6 separate regions of the Mus musculus genome follow, and all the other regions are linked to region 6. Evidence: chromatin contacts called from public Hi-C, HiChIP or PLAC-seq and promoter capture Hi-C data. All regions are on one chromosome and are shown on one strand. Each heading gives the region's core, a stretch centred on a gene start, on an enhancer-like site or on the middle of the called end of the contact. The rest is flanking DNA. Distances are from core to core; before and after follow the strand shown. Region 1 holds the start of Smarcd3 (SWI/SNF related, matrix associated, actin dependent regulator of chromatin, subfamily d, member 3). Region 2 holds the start of Abcf2 (ATP-binding cassette, sub-family F (GCN20), member 2). Region 3 holds the start of Slc4a2 (solute carrier family 4 (anion exchanger), member 2). Region 4 holds the start of Srpk2 (serine/arginine-rich protein specific kinase 2). Region 5 holds the start of Gbx1 (gastrulation brain homeobox 1). Region 6 holds the start of Klhl7 (kelch-like 7).

The links. Promoter capture Hi-C pulls out the DNA fragments that hold promoters and counts their contacts. A called contact is a pair of places that touch in the nucleus more often than the background predicts. HiChIP or PLAC-seq counts read pairs in DNA pulled down with a chosen protein or histone mark.
Region 1: a contact with region 6 is called in a FOXA1 HiChIP or PLAC-seq map of pancreatic cancer cells. The contact joins the promoter of Smarcd3 here to the promoter of Klhl7 in region 6. A contact is called at or near these places in 1 of 15 datasets of contacts at CTCF or cohesin (the NIH/3T3 cell line), 2 of 484 Hi-C or Micro-C datasets (CD4 T cells and embryonic stem cells), 1 of 115 datasets of contacts at active chromatin or transcription factors (pancreatic cancer cells) and 1 of 9 other capture datasets (liver).
Region 2: a contact with region 6 is called in a promoter capture Hi-C map of pre-B cells. The contact joins the promoter of Abcf2 here to the promoter of Klhl7 in region 6. A contact is called at or near these places in 4 of 39 promoter capture datasets (embryonic stem cells, liver, pre-B cells and 1 more), 1 of 484 Hi-C or Micro-C datasets (CD4 T cells) and 4 of 115 datasets of contacts at active chromatin or transcription factors (effector CD8 T cells, epiblast stem cells, memory CD8 T cells and 1 more).
Region 3: a contact with region 6 is called in a Hi-C map of B cells, with 6 read pairs. The contact joins the promoter of Slc4a2 here to the promoter of Klhl7 in region 6. A contact is called at or near these places in 1 of 39 promoter capture datasets (erythroid cells), 2 of 484 Hi-C or Micro-C datasets (B cells and CD4 T cells), 2 of 115 datasets of contacts at active chromatin or transcription factors (embryonic stem cells and memory CD8 T cells) and 2 of 9 other capture datasets (liver and pancreatic islet).
Region 4: a contact with region 6 is called in a promoter capture Hi-C map of liver, with 3 times the contacts expected there. The contact joins the promoter of Srpk2 here to the promoter of Klhl7 in region 6. A contact is called at or near these places in 4 of 39 promoter capture datasets (hippocampal neurons, liver and pre-B cells) and 1 of 484 Hi-C or Micro-C datasets (embryonic stem cells).
Region 5: a contact with region 6 is called in an H3K4me3 HiChIP or PLAC-seq map of stem cell-derived neural progenitor cells, with 4 times the contacts expected there. The contact joins the promoter of Gbx1 here to the promoter of Klhl7 in region 6. A contact is called at or near these places in 2 of 39 promoter capture datasets (liver and neural stem cells) and 1 of 115 datasets of contacts at active chromatin or transcription factors (stem cell-derived neural progenitor cells).

The regions. Positions count from the first base shown.
Region 1 is chr5:24,599,824-24,603,533 of GRCm38.p6, forward strand. It overlaps Smarcd3 (SWI/SNF related, matrix associated, actin dependent regulator of chromatin, subfamily d, member 3), which reads right to left and starts at 2,179. Exons shown (of 13, transcript NM_025891.3): 1 at 1,958-2,179. The coding sequence starts at 2,035.
Region 2 is chr5:24,575,186-24,578,997 of GRCm38.p6, forward strand. It overlaps Abcf2 (ATP-binding cassette, sub-family F (GCN20), member 2), which reads right to left and starts at 2,282. Exons shown (of 14, transcript NM_013853.2): 1 at 2,162-2,282; 2 at 1,334-1,542. The coding sequence starts at 1,502.
Region 3 is chr5:24,423,275-24,426,634 of GRCm38.p6, forward strand. Slc4a2 (solute carrier family 4 (anion exchanger), member 2) reads left to right here and starts at 1,958. Exons shown (of 23, transcript NM_009207.3): 1 at 1,958-2,161. Cdk5 (cyclin-dependent kinase 5) reads right to left here and starts at 290. Exons shown (of 12, transcript NM_007668.4): 1 at 175-290. The coding sequence starts at 211.
Region 4 is chr5:23,674,500-23,678,344 of GRCm38.p6, forward strand. It overlaps Srpk2 (serine/arginine-rich protein specific kinase 2), which reads right to left and starts at 1,468. Exons shown (of 16, transcript NM_001359173.1): 1 at 1,359-1,468; 2 at 1,221-1,275. The coding sequence starts at 1,374.
Region 5 is chr5:24,525,096-24,528,713 of GRCm38.p6, forward strand. Gbx1 (gastrulation brain homeobox 1) reads right to left here and starts at 1,753. Exons shown (of 2, transcript NM_015739.2): 1 at 1,016-1,753. The coding sequence starts at 1,721.
Region 6 is chr5:24,098,839-24,102,479 of GRCm38.p6, forward strand. Klhl7 (kelch-like 7) reads left to right here and starts at 1,752. Exons shown (of 11, transcript NM_026448.3): 1 at 1,752-2,036. The coding sequence starts at 1,917.

The DNA of each region.
Region 1 (3,710 bases), core at 929-3,428, 500 kb after region 6:
GGAAGGGGGCTGAGGCTTGGGGACCTAGACCAGGAAGGGTATTAGGGAGAGGGGAATGAAACCCCTATTATTTAAACACTACCATCTCAGGCTAGGGATGTAGCTTGGTTAAGGGCTTGTGCAATACATGTGGTGCTCTGGGTTCGATCCCCAGCATCAAATAAACTGCACATGATAGCACATACTTTTTTTTTTTTTTTTTTTTTTGAGACAGGGTTTCTCTGTGTAGCCCTGGCTGTCCTGGAACTCACTCTGTAGACCAGGCTGGCCTTGAACTCAGAAATCCACCTGCCTCTGCCTCCCGAGTGCTGGGATTAAAGGCGTGCGCCACCACCGCCTGGCATGATAGCACATACTTATAATCCTAATCTTGAGGTGAAGGCAGAAAATCAAGACCACCCTCTGATATATAGTGAATTTGAGGCCAGCCTGGGCTACAGAAGGCCATGCACACACACACCCTTCTCATCTTGCCCCCTGGATTAAGAAGCCCTAACCCTAACCCTGGGCTTCCTTTCTCCTCTTACATTGCTTACCTCTGAGGTCTCCACCCAGAGCCAAGCAGCTGTCTCTGCCCATCTCTTCTATAGTCAAACAGGCCTGTCCCTGAACTTGCCTCCCCCATTCCACCTGACTCTGTCACTCACAGCACCAATGTCACCAGCGTGGAAGCTCAAGCCTAGCCATTCTCCATCACTATAGAGGGGACTCTAATCATCCAAGAACCGAACTACCAAGTTGACCACATTCAATTCCATATGCAGAGCCTCTTCACTGGATGGTAGTCTTTAAAGCAACTACTCTTAAGCAGCTAGGTCAGGATTGGTAACTCCACTAACCCATAGGGCTGCCTTGGAATTTATACCCCAGAGATCCCTATGGCTAGAGAACAGGCTGCCACAGAGAAGCCCTCTTCCCTATCAGCCACTCTCCTATTCATCAAGGCCACTGATACTGTTGGGTCTAATGAGGCCCTGAGAAGAAGGCTTCTAGGGGCCCCCAGGAGCCTGCCATCAGTAACAGCCTCATAAGGGTCAGATTCTGGGGGCCCTTGCCTCTCACTGAAATGGTGCTTCCTGGAGTCACAACCAAATTTGGCCATAGTAAATATGACTGACTCTTCCCTCCATATGCCCAGGCTTAGAGCTCCTCACAGCAGGCTCTCCACCTCAATAGGTTCCTGGGTACCCTCAGACTCCTCACATGTCTTCGTGAGTGTGTGAGTGTGTGTGTGTGTGTGTGTTAGAACGGTATAGTACTATCCCTTTGGTTTCTAGGCCTCATGTCCCCAACTCCTGCCCCTCCTTCACACCTTTGAGGTGTTAAGGTCATCAACTTCTGGTGGCTGAGCCTGCCAAGGAGATCTTCTGACTGCTTAACTTGAGGTCTCACAAGTAGACCCTTCTCAGCTCTGACAGCAGGGCCAAGTCCTCAAGGCCCTCCTGCTAGGATGCAGAGGTTGTTCAGCAGAGAGCTTTTGCTCTTAGGTCACCTGCTCCTAGCTGCTCAGACCTAGTCGGAGTGACCCTGTCCCAAAGGATGAACAGGGACAACAGGCAGCCCTGCCCTAGCTGTGTGTTCGAGTCACCACCCCACCCCCACCCCCAGGGCAGGGGTAACACCTGAGCCCACCAGTAAAAGAATGTGAGACATGTCAGTTACAGAGGGGACCCCCCTCTTGGGGGAGGCACGGTGCCCACATCCCACCCCTTGCCCCTGAGAAGAACCCAAGCCGACGCCTCTCTTCCCGGCCGCCGCGCGCCCATCCCCAGCCGACCGCTTGGCGACGTGTTCGGATGCCAGGGCGCCCGCAAGGTCCCAGGGTTGGGCCGTGACCGTGCGCCCCTCAACCAAAGGGGTGGGAGAGCCGGAGCGCGCCGGCGGCCCCTCCCGATCATCCCTCCATTCAGCCCGAGCCAGCTCGCTCACCCTCCCCCGCTAACTTTCCCCCACTCACCACCCCATGGACCAGAAACTCAAAAAGTTTGCTTTTCGTGGCTTTGCGCGCCCCTCCGGCAACTTCGTCCGCGGCCATCGGGGTGGGCTCAGCGGCTCCTCTCACTCTCTCTCTCTCTTCCTCTTTCTTTCCCTTTTCTGCCTTTTTTTTCCTCCAACTCTCCCCTCTGAGTCCTGCTGGGCTCTCTCACACTTCTACTCGAGCGGAGTGGGGAGGGGGCCCCTTCAGGGCTGCCCTGACGGCCCACGGCCCACGCCGCCGCCGCCGCCCGCCCGCCGCCGCCGCCGCCGCGGCTGCCGCATTCCTGCACTGATAAGACAGAAATAGTCCGGCGGCCCGGGGTCTGCCTGCGACGCGCCGGGGACGGAGCGGCCCTCCTGTGCACTCCGCGTGGTCCAAGCGGCGCACAGAAGCGGCGAGACGAGCCGATCTGCCCGGAGGCTGCGCGATGGGCAGCTGCGCTGCGCCCAGGCCGCCCGGGGCCCATCGGTGGCGGCTCGGGGAGGGAACACCACGGGAGGTGACAAGGGGCTCGCCAGCCACTCTGCCCTCGCCACAAATAGTTTCTCGGTTAGGGAATTCGCCGACATGGCCAGGCAGGGAACAGACAGTTCCAACTTTTTTCCCCCAAGTGGCTCCTGCAGCATTTCTGAGGCCCTTTCCCCTGGGACCAGGCAGGCCAAGTAGGGAAACATTTGCTGGAAGGAATCTGGGGGGGAACCCGAGCCCGAAGCAGGCCTTGCTCCTGTCCCAGGGCCAGCGCGGTGGGTGTGCCGGGCTAGGCGGGCTCCCGGGCGCCCGCAGATGTGTGTGCCCTTGTCTCGCACACCGTGTGTCTGCACCCTTTTGTGGCACGGCGCAGAGGCTGTGGGTGTGGATGTTTATGTGCGTGCACTGACAAACGCCCAGTCTGTGTGCTTCCCTTCACAAGAGCCGCCGAGCCTGCGCGCGTGCGTGCGGGGCAGGACACGGCCTGTGTCTTTCAGCTCTGTTGGAGTCTATTTCTGGGCTTGTGAGTCTTTGTTTGTCTCTGTGCGAGAAAGTGAGGGCAATAGGGGAAATATTTCCGAAAAGGGGACATGGACTGGACTCATGAGAACAGGAGGAGTACATTGTGAGGAATGGCGCGGATCCAGGGTGGGTACTTGGGTGGGTAGGAGGAAAGGGTGAGGCAAGCAGGGCTTGATGGCTTTGGCGCGGAGACCCAGAGAGCTCGGGATTGGTGAAGTCCGCCCCAGAACCGAAGAGAAAGCAGGAGTGTGGGGTAGGAAGACGAGGAAACCCTAAATGGGACAGTGTGGATAGAACTGGCCATCCCTGGAGGGGAGGAAGAACAGAAAGGAGGGGACAAATCCTGAGATCCCTAGGTTGAGCCCAAGCTCCGCCCATTCCACAAGCCACGCCTGTCCCCACCTTCTGAAGGAGGAGTCCGCGGGTTTCAGGACAATCAAGGGTCAGGTTTATGGGCTAGCTGGGGCTGCCGCTGAGAGAGGGACAATGCCTGAGGGAACTTGTGGGAACACATACAATTTGAGCCCTCAAGACCCATTGCACCGAGGGACCCTAACCTTTGGCCCTTCAGAATGTCTTCATGGGTCAGGATAAGGAGCAGAGGAATGCTCTCCCAGTCTATTTGGCCTGTATCTTTGTTTCCTGCAGGTCCTGTTAGTATGCCTAGCTGTCATTGTCCTTTCAGGTGGCCACTGTCACCGTGAAAGACTAGAGAAAACATCTTCTTAGATGCTATGGGGGA
Region 2 (3,812 bases), core at 1,032-3,531, 480 kb after region 6:
GAAGAACTGCCTCATCAGGCTGGCCAATGACCATGTCTAGGGCATTTTCTTAATTTCTAATGAATGCAGAGGGTCCAGTGTAGGCAGTGAAGTCTTTAGCTGAGTGGGTCTGTGCTACATAAGCAAGCTAGTTGATGCCTGGTGTAGTGGCCCATGCCTTTAATTCCAGCACTCCAGAGGAAGAAGCAGGAGAATTTCTGAGTTCAAGGCCAGCTGGTCTACAAAGCAAGTTCCAGGACAGCCAGGGTGGTTACAGAGAAACTGTCTTGAAAAACAAAACAAAAGTCCTTGCCTGACTTCCCTCAAAAATGGACCTGGGAAGCTGGGTAGTGGTGGTGGCGCACGCCTTTAATCCCAGCACTCGGGAGGCAGAGGCAGGTGGATTTCTGAGTTTGAGGCCATCCTGGTCTACAAAGTGAGTTCCAGGACAGCCAGGGCTGTCTCGAAAAAAAAAAACAAAAACAACAAAAAAAGGACCTGGGAATATAAGAAGAAATGAACTTTTTCCTCTCAAGTTAATTTTAGTCAGAGTGTTCTGTCAGAGCAAGAGAGAAAGAAATAATAAAATAAATTTTCTGAGAGCAAACTATGTTTACAGTGTGAGTGAGTAGCTTATTTAATATGGAAAAATGCTACAATAAATCCCCTAAACCTAAGTAACAAAACCATAAATATATTATCAGAAAAATTACATGAAGATATATAACAATATGTTACACATTACTCATTGGTATAATCACTATCCCTGTGACATTAAGAGTACCATATGAGCCAGGGATGGTGGCTCACACCTTTAATCCCGGCAGCTAGGAGGCAGGGGCAGGTGGATCTCTCTATGATTTCAAGCAAGTCTAGTCTACAGAGTTCCAGGACAGCCAGGGTTACACAGAGAAACCCTTCTATCTCCAAACATCTGCCTCCCCCCCCAGAAAAGACAGCACCATATGGTAGAGCCTGTATACTCACCACCATAGGTAGGAAGAAAAACAGGAAATAGTACAAGTTGCCTTCCCTTTTATTGTCTACTGCAGCACCAACCAAGGTAGATCAAAAACTCCCATCTGTGTTTGCCACTTGAATTCAGTTTCCTTCATCAGTAACAAGTTTTAACTCTATGGGTGTGGGTGTCACCAAAAAGTTTCATGGCATATAAAGACATGTGTCTGTGGGTGCTTTACTCTGTTTAAAAAGATGGGGATGTGAGGACAGCCTGGCCTCAAACCTTCATCTTTTTACCTTAGCCTCCCAAATGCTGGAATTAAAGGCCTATGCATCTGCATCCAGATTCTGATCTTGGCTTCGAAAACCAGCTCAGGAAACTCACCCAACCTACCTCCATCTCCTGTGGTCTCTCTGCCATTGGCCTCCTCGATTTTCTCTTCTGCCACCTGAGGTTCTGTGACAGCATCTCCATTTTCTTCATGTCCCTTTCTGGGTCGCTGTCGGGCTTTGGCAGCCTCCTTCTTTTTGGCTGCCTTCTTCTTGGCCAGGTCGGAAGGCATGGTGATGAGCCACAGGGGTAGTTACAGTCCTTTCAGGAGTCTGAAGAAAAGCAAACAGATACTCCAAAATTCTAAACTTACAGGTAAGAATGTCTGAGTGCTATCCCATCCCTCCTTGGAATTTTCCTATCAAGCCTGTGGTGCCCAACTCTTGTCCCCGCCAACTTTGTCCGGGCTTCTCACACTCTCTCGACCGCTCCTCCAGCCTCATCTCCTCCCTTGGGGTTCGCGCGCCAATCCCCACCGCCGGCTTCACTCGGATGCGCTCTTCCCCCAGGGCCTTAGTGAGGGACCGCTCTGCCCCTCGTCTCCAGTTTCCGAACTTGGCGCTCGCGCACCTCTGCCAGCCGCCTCCTTTTCGGTTCTTCGCCAGGAGTTCGTCCCGGACCTCCCTTCCGTCCCTCTCATCCACCCCACCGACTGCGGCGCGGTTTCTCTCCCGGAACCACGAGTCCTCCCCAGCGGGTCCCTAAGGGTCTCTGCGCTCGCTGCCCCTAACCTCCCCCACACCCCGCTCGCCGGCGTCTCTGCCTGGGCCAGTTCTTTTCCCTTTCGGCCCTTTCCATTCCGACCCTGAGCTCCCTTCCGCTTCTCCTCCCGCTTCCTGCTCACGGGTCCACACTCTCCTCCCCTCCGGCGCCCCTTCCCCCTCAACTCACGGGGCCTCGCCGCTCGGCCTCTGTCGCAACAGAGCTGCTCCTTGAGCTCCTCCGCGTGCGGCCGGCTCCCCAACCAATCACGGCCCCGGGCGGCCCTTGGCGCGCTGCCGCGAGGGCTTCTGGAAAATGTAGTTCTCAAATCGTAAGAACTTAGGGCGGGACTCTCCTCCGGAACTACCACGATTCCCAGGTGTTGCGCCGTTCTAGTGACGGCATCAGAACGCGCGATGATTCTGGTTGGGGGAGGATTAGAGTCCAAGAGGCCCGTCCTACCAAGCCGGTTTGAAGAACTGAAAACTGCAAATCCCAGATTGCTCCTCGGAGAGGTGGGCTGGTCTCCCAAAGGATACCCCACCCCTAGCAGATAAATTTACCAGGCTGCTCTACTGGTTTAACCAGCAGGAAGTGCGACTAAGCTTCCCGGCCAGCGTCCTAAGAGTGCGAGACCAAACAATGAGAGAAGAGAGTTAGAAGGTGGAGGGGAAAGAAGAGCGAGTTGCTGCTGGGCAGGTGGCTCTGAAAGTGAGGTAACCCTTTGTAGACCACGCCAACAGAACTCTGTTCGAGAAAGGCATCCTCGTCTCATGGAACCGAAATTGAGAGCCTCGTCCATCGCTAACGAAACTTTTTGAAAGTGCCAGACGCTGTGCTGAACCTTGGTATCTTAGTCAAGAGTTTCTGGGTTCCACCAGAGCCATGCGAATGTGGTGGAAAAATCTAAAGTATAGGACCACTTTGCTGAGTTTAGCTCTATGGACACTTAGTTGTGACTTGTTTCATTTCCTTTGAGTCTCACTGTCTAAAATCTAAAGCAGACTTAGTGTTAGGAACATTATAAACTAGATCTGTAGCCTCATACACAAAACAACTCTACGACCCTTGCTTGCTACCTGTCCAGGGTCCTGTCCACTGGTGTGTCATCACTGATGACACAGAAGGAAGCAAACTTAGTGCCCCTGAGTGCATTCTCAGAAAGTGACCCCCTTTTCCTCTAAGGTCACCATGTTGCCAAGCTAAATAGAAATTAGGCGTGAAGATCATTGAGGGTGGACATCACAAGTAGCTTCAGAGCCTGCCCCCTGTGTCTTTGGCAGCACACTAATTTTAAGATGAAAACGGGCTAAAGAGATGGCTCAGCAGTTAAGAGCACTGACTGCTCTACTAGAGATCCTGAGTTCAATTCCCAGCAACCACATGGTGGCTCACAACCATCTGTAATGAGATCTGATGCCCTCTTCTGGTGTGTCTGAAGACAGCTACAGTGTACTCATACACATAGATAAATAAATGAAAGAAAAGGGAGGAAGGTAAAAGGAGGCTTTGTAACACACACACACACACACAGCTTTAAAAAAAAAAAAAAAGAAAAAAGAAAAGAAAAAGGAAATCCAAATGGGCCTGCCAATCGCCTAAACAGGAAACTGCGGCTGCTAAGGAAGTTGTCTGTTTCAGAAACGAAGCACTAGTATAAAACCCATGTGACCATTGTCCATTCCCACCAATGAGAAACATTTTCTTGGTCCATTGTCCACCTCTGCCTTTGAGGGTGTCCTCATTTTACTCTATGGTAAACTCTGTCTTCATTACTCAGTGCCTCATTGGAATTTATTCAACAGAGATGGCAATGACTGGAAAGCCTAAGGGAGTCTGA
Region 3 (3,360 bases), core at 708-3,207, 320 kb after region 6:
GCCGCAGATGCTAACACAGGGTTCGTTTCTGCACTGGGTGAGGGACTCAGCGGCCAGGGCTTTTGGCTAGTGCTGAGGTCGGAGCCTGCCGGTATAGCTGACGGTAAGGGAGCTGGGACTGCAAGTAGGGTCTTCAGAAAAAGACCTTGCAGGAACATCTCGTGGTTCCATTACCTTCCCCAATCTTCTCCAGTTTCTCGTATTTCTGCATTGCAGCGGCCGCGGGGACCCCTGCGGGCCCTCGGTTCTAAGACTCCCGGCCCTGGCGTTGCAGAGGAGGTGGTACTCACAGCTCCAGCCCCGCCCACCTGCTCACCACGCACTGGCATCTGGGACTTGTAGTCCCGGGGAAGCCATAGTTCCCAAGAATGCCTGTGGCGGAGGACACGCGGACTACAAAGTCCAACAGGCTGCGCTCGGGCTCTCTGCAGCGATCAACTCCAGGGACTCGTTTCCATCGCGGAGGCAAACCTTAAACTTCAACTCCCAGGAAGCATCGCGTGTCGGGCGTCTCCGCCAAGGCGCGGAGGCTCCCAGTGTGCCCCGCTCTTGTTATTATTCCTTTTCTGTGCTCACAGCCTTCCAGAAAAGGGCCTCTCCGGGACTACGCGTTCCAGAATACAGTGAGGGTGGGGGTGGGGTGCTCTCTGCTTGAAGTTTGCGTTTGACGGCCTAGATCCCGAGCGCTGTTGGCCCGGCTCTGACCTGGTTGGGTGTTTTGAGTCACCAGCGACCTCCTGACAGCTTCAGCACTAGTTTTCACCTCTCCTAGGCCACCTGGTGACCCCAGGACTGATTGGGGAATGATTCTGAGCGATGTCTTACTGCTGATGACCTCACAGGGACCAGCTGACCACAGGGCTGGGCAGCGAGACAGGTGTGCCCCGTTAGAGTCTGGATTTGAGTGGAAGGACACACGCCAGAGTCCCCTCTTTCTGCTGGGCCCATTTTATCGTCTCGAAACCCACCGGACTCCAGCGGCTCCACTTTGACATGCCGAGGCCAGCTGACTGGAGCCTGGGTGTCCCCCAGATCCCAGTCTTCAGAGCAGGCCCACTGGAGTCAGCCAGGGTGTGGCCCACGAAGACTGGCAGGTCAGTTACTTCCCTCAACAGACAAGACCACAGACAGTTGCTACACTTGGAGCAAGCAGCCTTTACCTCATCCTATAAAGGAGTTGATTATAGATTTTCTTGCACTACTCTCTAATTGTCTCATGATTGCATTCTTGAGGGCTGTGAACCGGGCGAAAATGGCCCCAAACAGCATTCCTCAGCGCGGAACCAGAGTAGGCGCTAACCGTTTGTCAATTAACTCACTTAAATCTGAGTGCTTTTGCATAAACAATATTGTGATTTACCCACGTGGCAGACTGAAGACGCATAAAGTGTATTCTTTATCTGAAATAATTGATAACTTAGTTGAGAAAACATGATGACACGCAAGGGTCTTTCAAATAGAGGTGTCAGCTATGAATAGGTTTCCATTTAGCCCGGAGGTAGTTCTAGCGAAAGGGAGGAATCTTCAACAAGTTGTCTTGTTTTCCATCAGTTCAGGGTCTTGGCCACCCAACCCCACCCACTCATTACTCCACATTCGCCTGCCACCCGTTCTCTCAAGCAGACACCGGGGCTTTCTTGGTGTTTCAGTGGTGTTATTTGGGCGGGGGCTCTGCAGAACCTTAACGTCAAAAAATCTGTAGTTCGACTCCCTGCATCTCAATTTCCTGGCCTACTCCACGCCCTCGATCCCCAACGTAAAGCTGGCTTCTTTCCTCACAGAGGTGGCTCACTAAAGCTAAGAGAAGGCGAGCCCGGAGCTTCGCCGCGGGTGGCGGGGGGGGGGGAACAGCCGGAAGGCCGCGCCGGCGGTGTCGGCGGTGTCGGGCTGTGCCTGGGAGCGCGCCCCCGCCGCGGAGGCTCAGCGTCCGCTTTCCGCCTCTCAGCTAGCCGCGCCGGGGGCGCGCACGGCGCGCTGCGGGGGGCGCGCACGCTGGAGGCTGGCCTGCCCGCAGCGCGGGGGAAAGTTGAGTTGGGAGAAGTTGGGAGCGGCGGGGGCGCGCCCCGGGGTGGGCACCGGGAAATCGTCGGGAGCGCGCGAGGGTTCCGGAGGATCAGGGGAGACCCGGAGACCCCCGGGACACGAAATCTAGAGCTAGCGGGTAAGCAGTTAGGTGGCGGAGAGGGAGGGTGAGGGCCGCGGAGGGGGGGGGGGGACTGGAGACTCGGGCGCCGAGGGAGTGGAACTGGAGGAAAGGGCGGGGACTGGGGCGCAGGGAGCGAGGTTTTAGGGAGAAGGATGGGGAGGCGAGTGGGAGTACGGGTCGGAAGCGAGATTCCGTGGTCCGCCTCTTAAGAGTTACCTAAAGCCAAGGTGCCGCGCCCCCTGTCACCAGGAGCGGGTAGTCTCAGGGAGCTACTGCCTTCAGCTCGCTCTCCCACTCCCGTGAGGGTTCCAGACGACCCTGTGCCCCAGAAACTCGCCACTTTGTGGGTTGCCTGGGACCGCAACTCCTCGGATCTCGGGATTGAGAGATGGAGCCATGAAAAGGGTTGGCGGGTCAGGTCAGGACAAGAGGTCAGACAGAAGGGGGAGCAGCTGGGTGAGGGTGGGAAGGACAAGCCTGAAGTTTGAGTCCTAGGGGACTGCCTTCTCTTCTGTAGGGAACTCCTTGCTTGGGTGTGGAGGGAGCGCTGCTTCAAATCTGGGTCCGTTTTATCAAACTCTCTCCGCCCCCCACCAGCCCCACAGCCAAGAGCTGTGGAATGTACGAATTCACTTGGGGAATGGTTAATGCTCGAGTGGGGGTCCGGACTGCTAATCCCTTGGGCTGGGGGAGAGACACTAATCCTTCGGGCCCGTCGGGGCTGGTCCGGGGAATGTGCCCCCACTAGGATTATCGGTACCGATGCTCTGGACAGAGGCTGCTTTGTATTCTACGACAGCAGGGAGGGGGGCATGGGTAGAGGGAGGAGGGCTTGGTGGTGAAACACACTGAGGGCAAAGCCTGGAGGTGGGAGTGAGCACCTGCAGGTGGTGAACACAGATTCCCTATACCCCCCTAGACCAGGTCCCCTCCCTCACACCTCTCCCCCACACTGACAGGCCCTGGCTGAAGGCCTGCTTAGGGGGGAGGTGGAAAGAGCAGTCAGCTGAGTTGGAGTTCTTGCCAGGAATGTGTGGCCCAGACTCCCCACCCTGGGCTGATCCCCCCAGACCTCTGTTATTTGACCCCATCTCATTGCCAAGGTAGCCATAAATCAGGCAACCACACATCGGCAGCACACCTGAGCAGCTTAGCATTGTTACCTTTAGAGAGCATTGGGTGTGCCCTCAGTGTGCATGGGCACCCCAGTTTGC
Region 4 (3,845 bases), core at 218-2,717, 420 kb before region 6:
TTCCAATTTTCAAGTCTTTTTGCCTCCTAAAAATAGATTTCTTTCATATTTATATATCCACATCTTAGGAAATCCTATACATACAGTCAAGTTATATTCAATTTTGAATGAAGACAATCCTGCCAGTTTTCCTAGATGTCACCAAATGTGTGGGAAATCCCTGCTGGGCCAATACAAATTATAACCACCACCTAAGAGAGCAGAGGGTTATCCCACCCCTTGCAAAATAAAGATAGACAAATATTTCGTAATTTTATTAAAGGCGAATTCTGTCTTTCTCTATAGTACCAAAGACACCACACAAATTTCTTGCGCAAAAGGAACAGCGAAGCAAACAATGTGAGCAAAGATGTTGATAGCTGGTCCAGCAAACCCAGAGAGAGAGGAAAGAGAAACACGCGGCGGCGCTCTGACGCCTAGGAAAACCCAGCTCTCGGGGAAAGGCTTCTCCGACAGCAGCTGCCCAACTGGGCTGCAGGTCCAGGCTGGAGGTGGCTGGCGCTGGCACATTTGAAATATCATAGTCGGTGGATCCAGTCCGGAGCACCACGCGGGACCCGCCCGCGCACACACCCACAGCCCACTGCAGCAAGCGACCTGGGCGCAGCCGCAGCACGCAAGTAACGCTCGACCCGAGCAGAAAGTTTCGAATGAAAAACCCGAGCGCCGAAACGCACCGGTCCCGGAGCTGAACTCACGCCAGGAACAACGCCCGGAGCCAAACCACTTGACAAGCAGCTCGGGTTTTCAGCTGGCTGGCCCAGGCGGGACCGGGAGGTGGCAGAGGCGGCAGCGCACTGGCTCCCGCAGCCCAGGTGTCAGCCGCGCCGCCGCCTCCCTCCCGTGCCCACTATCCGACCCGTGCGGTACAGGCACTGGGGTGCGGATCAGGGATGTGGATAAGGGGCTCAGGATACGGATCAGGGACGCCGATCCGGGGCGCGGGATGAGGATCGGGGACGCGGGGCACGGGGCACGGGGCGCGGGGTCGAGTGCAGAGCCCGGGCGGCTCGCAGGCTGACGGGCCAGGTCGCGGCTCCGGAACCCGCGGCCGCGCGCCCCTCCCCCCACCCCTCCCCCGCCGGGGCACGTAGAGCCGGCGCCGCGTCCCGGGAGACCCACCGCCCGCGGCCCGGGGACCGGGAAGCTCTGCCTGCGCGGCCGCAAGCAACATTCAGCGAGGCGGGGCGGGGTCGGGACCAAGCGCCGCGCGGACTCACTTTTTCGGATGTTTCTCTCTTTTCGGCCTCCGCTTTCGGGCCTGAATGGCCAGCACTGGGGAGAGAGAAGACACATTAACGGTCGGGTTGGCCGCCTGCGTGCCGCGAGGCGGGGCGGGGGCCGCTCGCGCCGCTCACCTTTCCTGGAGCTCATTCCGACTCGGGGCAGCCAGGCGGGGGGCTCCGCGGCGGAGGCGGCGGCGACGCGACAGTCAGCCGCACCGGGATGCAGCCTCCACTCGCTCGCCGGCCGAGGAGGCGGGAACCGCGCCTGCGCCGCCGCGGCCTCTCCCGCGGGGGCCAATGAGACCCGCCCCCGCGGCCCCGCCCCGCAGCCCCGCCCCCTCCGCGCCCCCCTCCGCAGCTCTGGAGCACGGGGGTCCGGACCCCGGCCGCGCCCTTATCACTCGCTCGGCGGCCCACCTGTGCTGAAGGGCGGTTGCGCGCTCACGGTTCCCCGCGCCCACGGCCCCCTCGCCCACGGCCTCCCGCGCCCACGGCCTCCACCTCCTTGCTTTTACGGCCGCCGCAGGCCACCCGTTCCCGGGCACTAGGCCCAGCCGCCGACCCTTCCTCCCAGCCACCGCTCCGCACCCCGGCTGGTCGTGCCGCACGCCTCTCCATGCGCTCTTCCTTGGCCAGCGCCTTGGCGGGTCTCTCGCCACCTCTCTCAGGCGGCCTCCTCTATCCCTTTGCATCTCTACATCCTTGCATCCCTATGAGCGCCGCTTCCTCCTCTCCGGCGGGCGTGGAAAGGGCACAAGACCAAGAGCTGAGGAACCTGGGTCCTTGAGTGTCTGTGTGACCTTGGAGAAGTGATTTTCCTCTCTTTTCCTACTCCATTAGGCTGCGTGAGTTTAACGAAGGAAAGATGCACACAGCTTAAATGGAAAGTTTGTCACAGAAAGCCTAATTTTCTAAATACCATGAGATAAGAGCCTAAAACAGCAATCATGCCAAAAAGTGATTTTTTTTTTCTTCCTCCTATAATGGGGAAACTAAACCCTAAATAGGTCAAACAGTTCTACCAGCCTGTATTTCTATTCAGGCCTGGCTGGTTTCTCTTTCTGCCTTCCCAGGCTACCTGGTTTCTCTTTCTACCTTCCAAGGCTATCTAAGATGCAAATCACGCTGACTGACACGTAGTTACCACTTCAGTGTTCTCTTGTCTCTTTGAACAATTACAGTATCTTAAAGATACTGGTCCTGAACACTCAGTCCTTCATTGGTTACAATTGTATCGTTGAGTTACAACTGTATCACTGAGTCTTACTCTAAAGATGTCCCAACAAACAGGAAAGGCCGCTCCAAGTTTGAAAAGATTTTACTTTCTCCATTTTTTTTTTCAAAAAATCTGAAACATACAAGAAAAATGCAGTAATCGGCACTATTAACCCACATTCACTAGGTTTTTTTTAAACGTTTCTCCACAGTTGCTCTGTGTGTGTGTGTGTGTGTGTGTGTGTGTGTGTGTATGCATATGGTGTATTTTGCTGAGTCATTCAGTAGTTTGCAGACTGTTACCCTCCACCCCAAAAGATTTCAATACATATCTACTAAAAGCAAAGATTTTTTTTTTCTACATAATCAGAACGTTATCACTCTAAGAAAATCCAATAAAATATGTTTGGCGACATTTTTTTTCCAACCCAAGGTCATCCGTTACTGTTAGTGCCCATGTGTTTTTAAGTGTGTTTAGAATAATCCCTGGGTTGGGACTTTTTTTTTTTTTTTCTGATACTTTCCCTGAGTTCCAAGGCAGGCCTTGAATTTACAATGTAGCCAGTCTAAGTACACCTGCGTTGCAGGCCTCTTGCCTTACTTAGCTTCTCAAGTGCATGGAAGACAGGCATGCACCACTAACAGTGACTATTTTGAAGAATCTAGTTCTATTTTGCAGAATGTGCATCAGTTTTAATTTTGTTTGCCTAGTACTACAGTAAGGTTAGTAACTTAAGTGCGATGTATAGATGCATAGATGGTGTGTGACATCAAGATGTCAGTGTAGCCAGGCGTGGTGATGCAAGCCTTTAATCCCAGCACTTGGGAGGAAGAGGCAGGCAGATTTCTGAGTTTGAGGCCAGCCTGGTCTACAGAGTGAGTTCCAGGACTGCCAGGGCTACACAGAGAAACCCTGTCTCGAAAAATCTAAATAAATAAATAAATAAATAAATAAATAAATAAATAAATAAATAAATAAAACTTAAGAGGTAGAATGTTTACCAGAATGAAGTCATGGACCCTACCCAGGTTCACTTCCCAGATACCAGAAAAAGAAAACAGAAAAAAAAAAAAAAAACACAGATTATTGAGCATTCCGGAACTCTTGCATATTGGAAACATTAAAAGCTGTGTCAGCATCTAATGGAACTGCAAAATGGCATGTGGACATTCACTGAGGAAAAGCTGGTCAGTTCCTCAAAAACTAATCATAAAATTGCCAACGATTCCACCGATAGGTATATTTCCACAAACGTTAAAAACAGATGAATCTTTCCACAAGCCTGTGAAGCCAGCACAGGAGGCAAACAGAGACATGAGTTCAAGACTCGCCTGGGTTCTAAGCCAGCCAGTGTTGGGGATTTAATTTATGCTTACATGGAAATTCACACATCTGCTACAGGT
Region 5 (3,618 bases), core at 503-3,002, 430 kb after region 6:
CTTGACAGCCGCTGGCATCTGAGAGTGAGCAGCGCTGAGGGCAGTTTCACAGCAGGGACATCAGGAATGGCCCGTCCTAGCCAATGATTCTTGGACCCTCTTCTTGCCTCTGCTATAGTCAGCCTCCAAATCCTTCTGGTCCTTCCCATCCCAACCTAAGTGCCATGGACTGAGAAGCAGAAATGGGCTCGTCTTAGTGTGAAGGAAGTTCCAGCCCTCTACCCTTGCACGGGCTAGCTTTCTTAATTAGAACTCACCAGATTGCAGAAACCTTGATCTCGGCACACCTGGCTCTTCCAGGCTAGGAAACCGCTCTAGAGTAGATACTGAGGTCAGGACAAGAGGGCTTCAAGGGAATGGAGTCTGATTGGGTTCGTTTACTACACCCTGTTTCTGTGGAGAAGGCATCCTCCCGGGGAGAGCTCAGGGCTCTTAAATGATGGCTCAGCTGAATCTTAGCAGGATTCTCAACTCCCAAGTCTTTATGCCACACCCAGTTCTGCCAGCCTTTAGCATTTCCAGTCCTGGCCAGCCCTGGTCCAGCACCCTCCCTGGTTCTCCAGTTTTGAGAGCGACCTCTGCTAAGGTGAAGGAAGCCACAGGCTCACCAGGCCCTGCATCCAGAAAGCCCATTCCCATCGTTGAGTGTTGAGGGGTCGATTCAGACCGTGTCCCCACATACTAAGCTGACAGTTACCCTAACATGCTGTCACCCTAGGGTCCTGCTGAGGCCCTCAAGAATACAACCTTTGAGAGGAGAAAAAACGAAGGGATTCTGAAAAAGAGATGGGGCGAGGTTTGTGGACTATAATGCCTTGAGAAACGTACTGCCGGTGAGACTTCAGGCGCTCCGGGGCAAGAGCAGGGCTTTGGGACCTGGAGATGTCCACTACTGAACACCGCGTACGATCTGGAGTCCGGCACTCCAGGGCTCCAAGCAGATGGCGGGAGTTTTGGACCGGTCTCGGATCTGGGACTTCCTGACGGTCAAACCCGTGTCGGTCCCAGCACTTACCCGGTAGACTCGGGAAAGTCTCAGAGAAGTGCGGAGGCGGGGGCGGCGGAGGTTCAGTCACTTTCTCGCGCGCGGGCAGCAGCTCCTCAGCGTCCAGCGCTCCGTCAGTGCGCCGGGCCGCGGGCTCCGGGTTGCTTCGCGAGGCGGTGGAGGCGGCGGCGGCGGCGAGCTCCGGGGGCCCGTAGTAGGCGTCCGGGGGCTCTGCGAAGCTGGGCAGCGCAGTGGTCAGCGCCACCATCGAGGGCACCGCCTGGCCCAGCCCCGCGCAGAAGGTATTGCTCAGGCGGCCGGCGAACGAGGCGAGCGGGGCGAGCGGCGGCAGGCCGGCGGGCAGCGGCGCGGGGGCCAGCGCCTGCGGCAACACGAGCGGCCGGTAGGGCATGAACATGGGGTAGCCGGTGTAGAGCAGGTGGCCCGAGCGCGGCGGCGGCGGCCCGATGAGCGAGTCGATGGAGAAGGCGGCGCCGGGGCCGCCGCTGCTCCCGCCGCTGCCCCCGGGGGCGCCGCCGCCTGCCGCTCTCTGCATGGCGCTGCCCGGGCCCCGCCGTGCGCCCCGCGCGGACACGCAGGGCTCGCTGCGGGCGCGCGGGCCGAGGTGGCGGCGGGGCGCGGGCTCGGCGCAGTGTGGCTCCGGCGCCGCGCTCTCTCGCTCATAAGGAGGGAGGGGGCGGGCGGGCGGGTTGGGGGTGTCGCCCTCCGGACTCATCCATCTTCCTCAAATTACGCTTCACTTGCTCCCTCCGCCCGCCGCCGCTCCCGGCTCCCGCGCCCCGCGCCCCGCGCCTTTTCAGTGGCCCGGCCGGCCCGGGACCCCGCCCGCCCCCCGCGGCCCAACCAACTATTATTAATGCAGATTGATGAGGCCGGACCCGCGGCTTTGTGAAAGTTTGCGGCGGGCGAGGAGGCGGCGGCGGCAGCTGGCTAGGTCCTCTCCCCGCGCCCGGACGTGCTCCCGGCTCAGCCCACGCGGCCCGGGCTCGGCGCGGCTCGAAGGGCGAGAGGAGCGCGGCAGGGCGGGGCGGGGGTGCGCAGGACGCCAGGAGCGACTCGGGGCGCACCGAGTGGCGATCCCTAGGAGCCCCGATGCGGCGCGGGGCAGCAGGGGGCGCGCTCTCCGCCCAGGGCCCCGTGCGCGCCCGGGGCCACTCGTGGGCGACCGCTTTCCTACTGTCTTCCCAGTGCCTTCGCACTCTCTGCCTGGGACTCGGTTCTCTAAGCTCTGGCTCTCGCTCCCTCTCCCTCATTTCTCCTCCATCTCCAACTTCTCGCTTATGCGGGAATTCCTGGGTGCCCACACAGGGCCAAGTACTTACCCTTCCCCCTCCTTCACCTTTCCCCATCCACCTCTCTCCCACCCTTTCCATTCTTTTTCTTCCTCTCACTTTCCTCTCTTTTAGCCGCCTTTAAAATTCCTATTCCTCTCTTTTTGATTCTCTATCCCAGTCTATTTTCTCATTCCCTGCTCTCTCTCTCTCTCTCTCTCTCTCTCTCTCTCTCTCTCTCTCTCTCTCTCTCTCTCTCTCTCTCTCTCTCTCTCTCCCCATTAATTTCCCTGATTGGCTCCCTGGCTCCAGCGCGTCTGATGAGCCCTATTCATTCTCGGGCCTGACACTCTCGACCTGCCCTGGCTGATTGCTGGGGGCTGGCCCTAGGAGCGCTGATGAGCCCCAAGGGTCAGCAGCGCTAATTATCTGCTAATTGCAGATGACTCTGCTCACCTCCCCCATTCCGCCTTGACTGTCCCCCTCCTCTGATTCCCAGCAACAGACTTGTCGTTCTAGAGGCAAAAGTCATTGGCTTTTGGCTGCATAAGCACCTCAGGTCAGAGAGTGAGAACAAGACAAGCAAGAAGAGAGGCTCAAAGTTGCAAATGGAGAGCAAGCCTGTCCAGCAAAAGTGCAGCCTTTGGACTAGGGAACTATTCAGGTGCGGTCAGGAAGAGCCTCACAGTCTAAAGGAGCAATAGCAAAGCCAGACAAATTCAACAGGATGTAGTTTAGGCGTGCGAGTGGTCCTATTTAGATATAGAGGAAAACCTACTGAGCTCCCAAAGAGGACAGAGCTGGGCTGAAGGGACTGCTGGGTCTCTGACATTTGTCCCAAGCAGAAGTATTTTATTAGCTAATGAGCAGAGCTATTGTCACAGTGATGTCAGCAGGGTAGCACTAAGGCAGGATTAAGTAAGATAAGGCTTGAACTGGTTTTGTGGTAACTCTTGCTGATATTCAGAAGCAGGAAGATCAGAAATTTAAGGTCATCTTCAGCTACCTAGGGAGTTCTAGGCCAGTCTGAACCTGGGACCAGGCCACCCTGGGGTACACAGTGAGACCCTCTGAATGGGAGGAGAGGAGGGAGGTCTTGCTTTCTGAATTCATCAGAGAAGTGAAAAGAAGATGGTGTCAAGGCTGCACAGTCCTGATATGCTTTGGACTCTACATTCTCCCAATGAACACAGAGACAGGCTGGGGAGATGCCGCCTTAGAGAAAACTCGGGTGCTTTAGCTAAGGTCTGGGAACTGCAGCTCAAATAAACAACTAGAGCTCATCTTTGGCTAAAGATAGTCTTCTAAGCAAGCTTTGTTAAGTTAGCCAAGCCTTCCCTG
Region 6 (3,641 bases), core at 502-3,001:
AACCACTAGGATGAAGGTAAGAACTAAACTGTCATTTATACCCGCTGGGAGAGGGAAAAACAGTTTTGTTTAATGGCGTGACACTGGTGTATACCAATCACTCCAGAGAAGGTCTCATTTTCAGGAATAGTTGACAAACATATAATAGACTCCAGCTTTGTGTGTGTGTGTGTGTGTGTGTGTGTGTATGTGTGTGTGTATGTGTGTACACTTGCATGCACAAGCACGCATGCACTTTTCTTTAATTACAACTTGATGTTTGTTTTTCTTTTGGGGTGTCATTTTATATATTTTCTTGGTTTTGTTACAGTATTGGATTTGTTTGTTTGACAAACAACTTAAAAGTTGGGTGAGGGCTGGTGAGATGGCTCAGTGGGTAAGAGCACCCGACTGCTCTTCTGAAGGTCAGGAGTTCAAATCCCAGCAACCACATGGTGGCTCACAACCATCCGAAACAAGATCTGACTCCCTCTTCTGGAGTGTCTGAGGACAGCTACAGTGTATTTACATATAATAAATAAATAAATATATTTAAAAAAAAAAAAAAAAAAGTTGGGTGAGCAGGGACAGGAAGATCTGGAAGGATCTGAGGGAGAGGAAAAATATGATTAGAATATATTTAATTTAAAAGTTATCTTAAATAAAACATGTTGAAAGGGGGCATCATATATATATGACGTCTAAAACTTCCAAAAGGATTTTCTCACTGTGCTGTGGTCCACCAACTTGATGCTCCCACCAGTGTATCTGGTAAACGCCTTGATTAACTTTCTTCCCCCACCTCCTGCAGATAAATATATTTATCTAATCTCTTTTATAAAGAAACATACTGTCCAGGATATGTTCAATCCCTTTTTAGGCCATTGCTGACCCTATGCAGCTTAAAATAATTTATTTAATTTTCTTTTAAGCAGTTATTGTTTTAGATCAACAGCGGTCTAGATCATTTTACATAAAACTTCTGTCTAGTTCTTCATACATCTAGGTAGAAAACTGAGGCTATGTAGAAAGTTCATTACTAGAAATAACGACTTCAGTCCTGTGTATTCCTAAACAGCAAAATAAAAAACTCATTATGAACATGTTTCTGTGAGTTCTAGGACTGAGTTCTGTATTCCAGTAGAACTGCCCGGGGAAACCTCAATAAAGTTGGCTGGAACTAACACCTGCTCTCTAGTTTTTTGGTTTTTTTGATTTTGTTTTTTTCCCCAGACAGGGTTTCTCTCAGTAGTCCACCACTCTCTGCCTCCACCACCACCATCACCCACCAGATCTGTTTTAATGAGAAAGACAGCCTACTAAACAGGCAGGCATGTCACGGAGAGGAGAAATCGACAGGACAATGGTTTTGCTTTCTGAATCTCAAACAAGTAACTCTTGTGCTTATCCTAAATAACCTTTGCCTTGCAGTATGCAATTTTCCTGTAATAGTTACTGAGCGCCTACAATGAGCCCCAGTCTGAAAAGGCAGTGAAGAACTGACCCTGTTCTCAGGGAGCTTACGCCATAGGGAGACGTCTTAGTTTGTTCTATTACACAATTATCCAAAATAGATCATCACGAAATCTAAACCTGGGAAGTCGGCCTTTGGTAGAAGAAAAGCACACGCGAGCTTGGATCAGGCCGAAGGGTACCCACTGTTGAGGACGCCGCACCGCGCGACGCAGCCGGTTGCTAGGGCGTCGCGTGGCTGTGACGCACTGCCCCGCCCCCTCCTCCTTAGAGCGCACCCCCCCCGCCCGACCCAGTGCGCATGCTTGGGACTCCCTTCGCTTGCAACCGTGGCCGAGTTGGCTTCGTCTCGTCCTCCTTCGGCTTTCCCGCAGTTCTCCGAGCTCCGCCGCCGAAGCCGTGCTCCAGACTGCCGCGTGTGGCGGGCAAACTGTCGCCGCGAACCCGCAGAGGGCAAAGAGAGGATGGCCACCTCCGGCGTGGAAAAGAGTAGCAAGAAGAAAACTGAGAAGAAACTTGCGGCTCGCGAAGAAGCCAAGCTGCTGGCGGGGTTCATGGGCGTCATGAACAACATGAGGAAACAGGTGCGGGGCGGTGCGGGGTGGTGCGGGGCGGTGCGGGGCGGTGCGGGGCGGTGGGCAGGGGTCCGGCGGAGGCTGGCGGCGGGGCCGGCGCCTTGGCTGACGGCCTGCTCCGCCACGGGGCTTCCGAGGCCCGCTCGACGGGGACTCCTGCGGCGGGCGGGGGGCCTCCGGGGCGGTTGTGTAACCGGTCTCATCCAGTTCCCCGTGAGGCCTGGAGCCTTCCCTTACCGTGCGGTGTCATCTGGAGCTCTCGGAGGGAGGCTCCCGCCCCGCCGCCCTGTCACCCAAGTGGCACGAGTTGATAAATCACCTGTCATTTAGGGCGACGCCAGTCACCAGTAAATAGCAGTTTTCTAAGGGTTCTGGCGCCACTGTTAACCAAGAGGATCTCTTTGTGCTGTCTTTGATTTTGCCGTGTATTGGAGAAACCGCAGCATTTGGTTGAAAGGTGGGTTATGAAAGGCACGGCTTAACGATGGAGACGGTAGATAGGTGTTTGATAGAATTAACTAGATTATAACCTCCAATAGACCGGTAAGCAGGGGAACACCACTTGGTTGGTTTTTGGTTCCGTGAGTTTTACTTGGTAGAGAACACATTATGGATTCTGGGGATGTTTGTCAGTTTGTTGACTCTGAAATCTGTTTTTCAAGAGGACAAAGCACTACAGATAAGCTTGAGTGATTAAAAAACCTAATTCGGCTTTCTGACGCTTTTGCTGTGAGTATGGGCAGCAGAAGAATCTTAAGATTTATTTCGGAAGATACCAACTCCTGATTTCTTAAGGCCAAACACTGGTCGCAGCAGTCTTCTCTTTGTTCACAAGATGGCACACTGCTCTGGTTGTAGCGGATAGATACTATGTTTTCAATGCCTATATCTTTCCTGGTTTTTATGCTGAAATAGCTGTGAATGGCTGGCTTCTTTATTAAAATGCATCTCTTTTCATATTTGTGTTCTTTTTGTGTAACCTTTTTGAGATCTACAGAATTGATGATTTGAGATTGCAAGTGTCTTTGATGTGTACCTCTAGTGGTAATTAAATCGAACTCACTGGTGCTTAAATTTGTTTAAGCTCATTCTGGTATACTCCTACTGTCCCGAACTGTGGCAGATGTGGGCTGGAGCTTTGCAAAGCATTACCTCATTCCTTAGATAGGCTGCAACAAAGTCACAGCATCCATCAGGTGTTACAAGAAGATGGTCTGAACCAACATGTTATTTAGTTCTTTGATTTTAAAATTAATTCATATTTCTTAGACTTAGCTTTAGAATATTGTGACATCTTTTTTGTTAAAATAGAAATACAGTTATGAGATTTACTGAAAAATCAAGGTTATGCTATTGAATACAAAGAAGAATATGGATATTTGGTGAGCACTCAGGGATCTGACCCTTCTACTGTGGCTAATTTAATCTGTTTTATGGTGTATTTCAGACTCCTGTAGCATTTTTATCAACTTGGAGGATTCCTGCATTTAACAAAGATGCATAGTACCATTTTGTACTGATTCACATAGTTTATTTTTGTTGAGCTATTATAGACTCCTAGAGCATTTTAATCACCTTAATGGATTCATGTATTTTTCTTTGTTTTATGGTTTT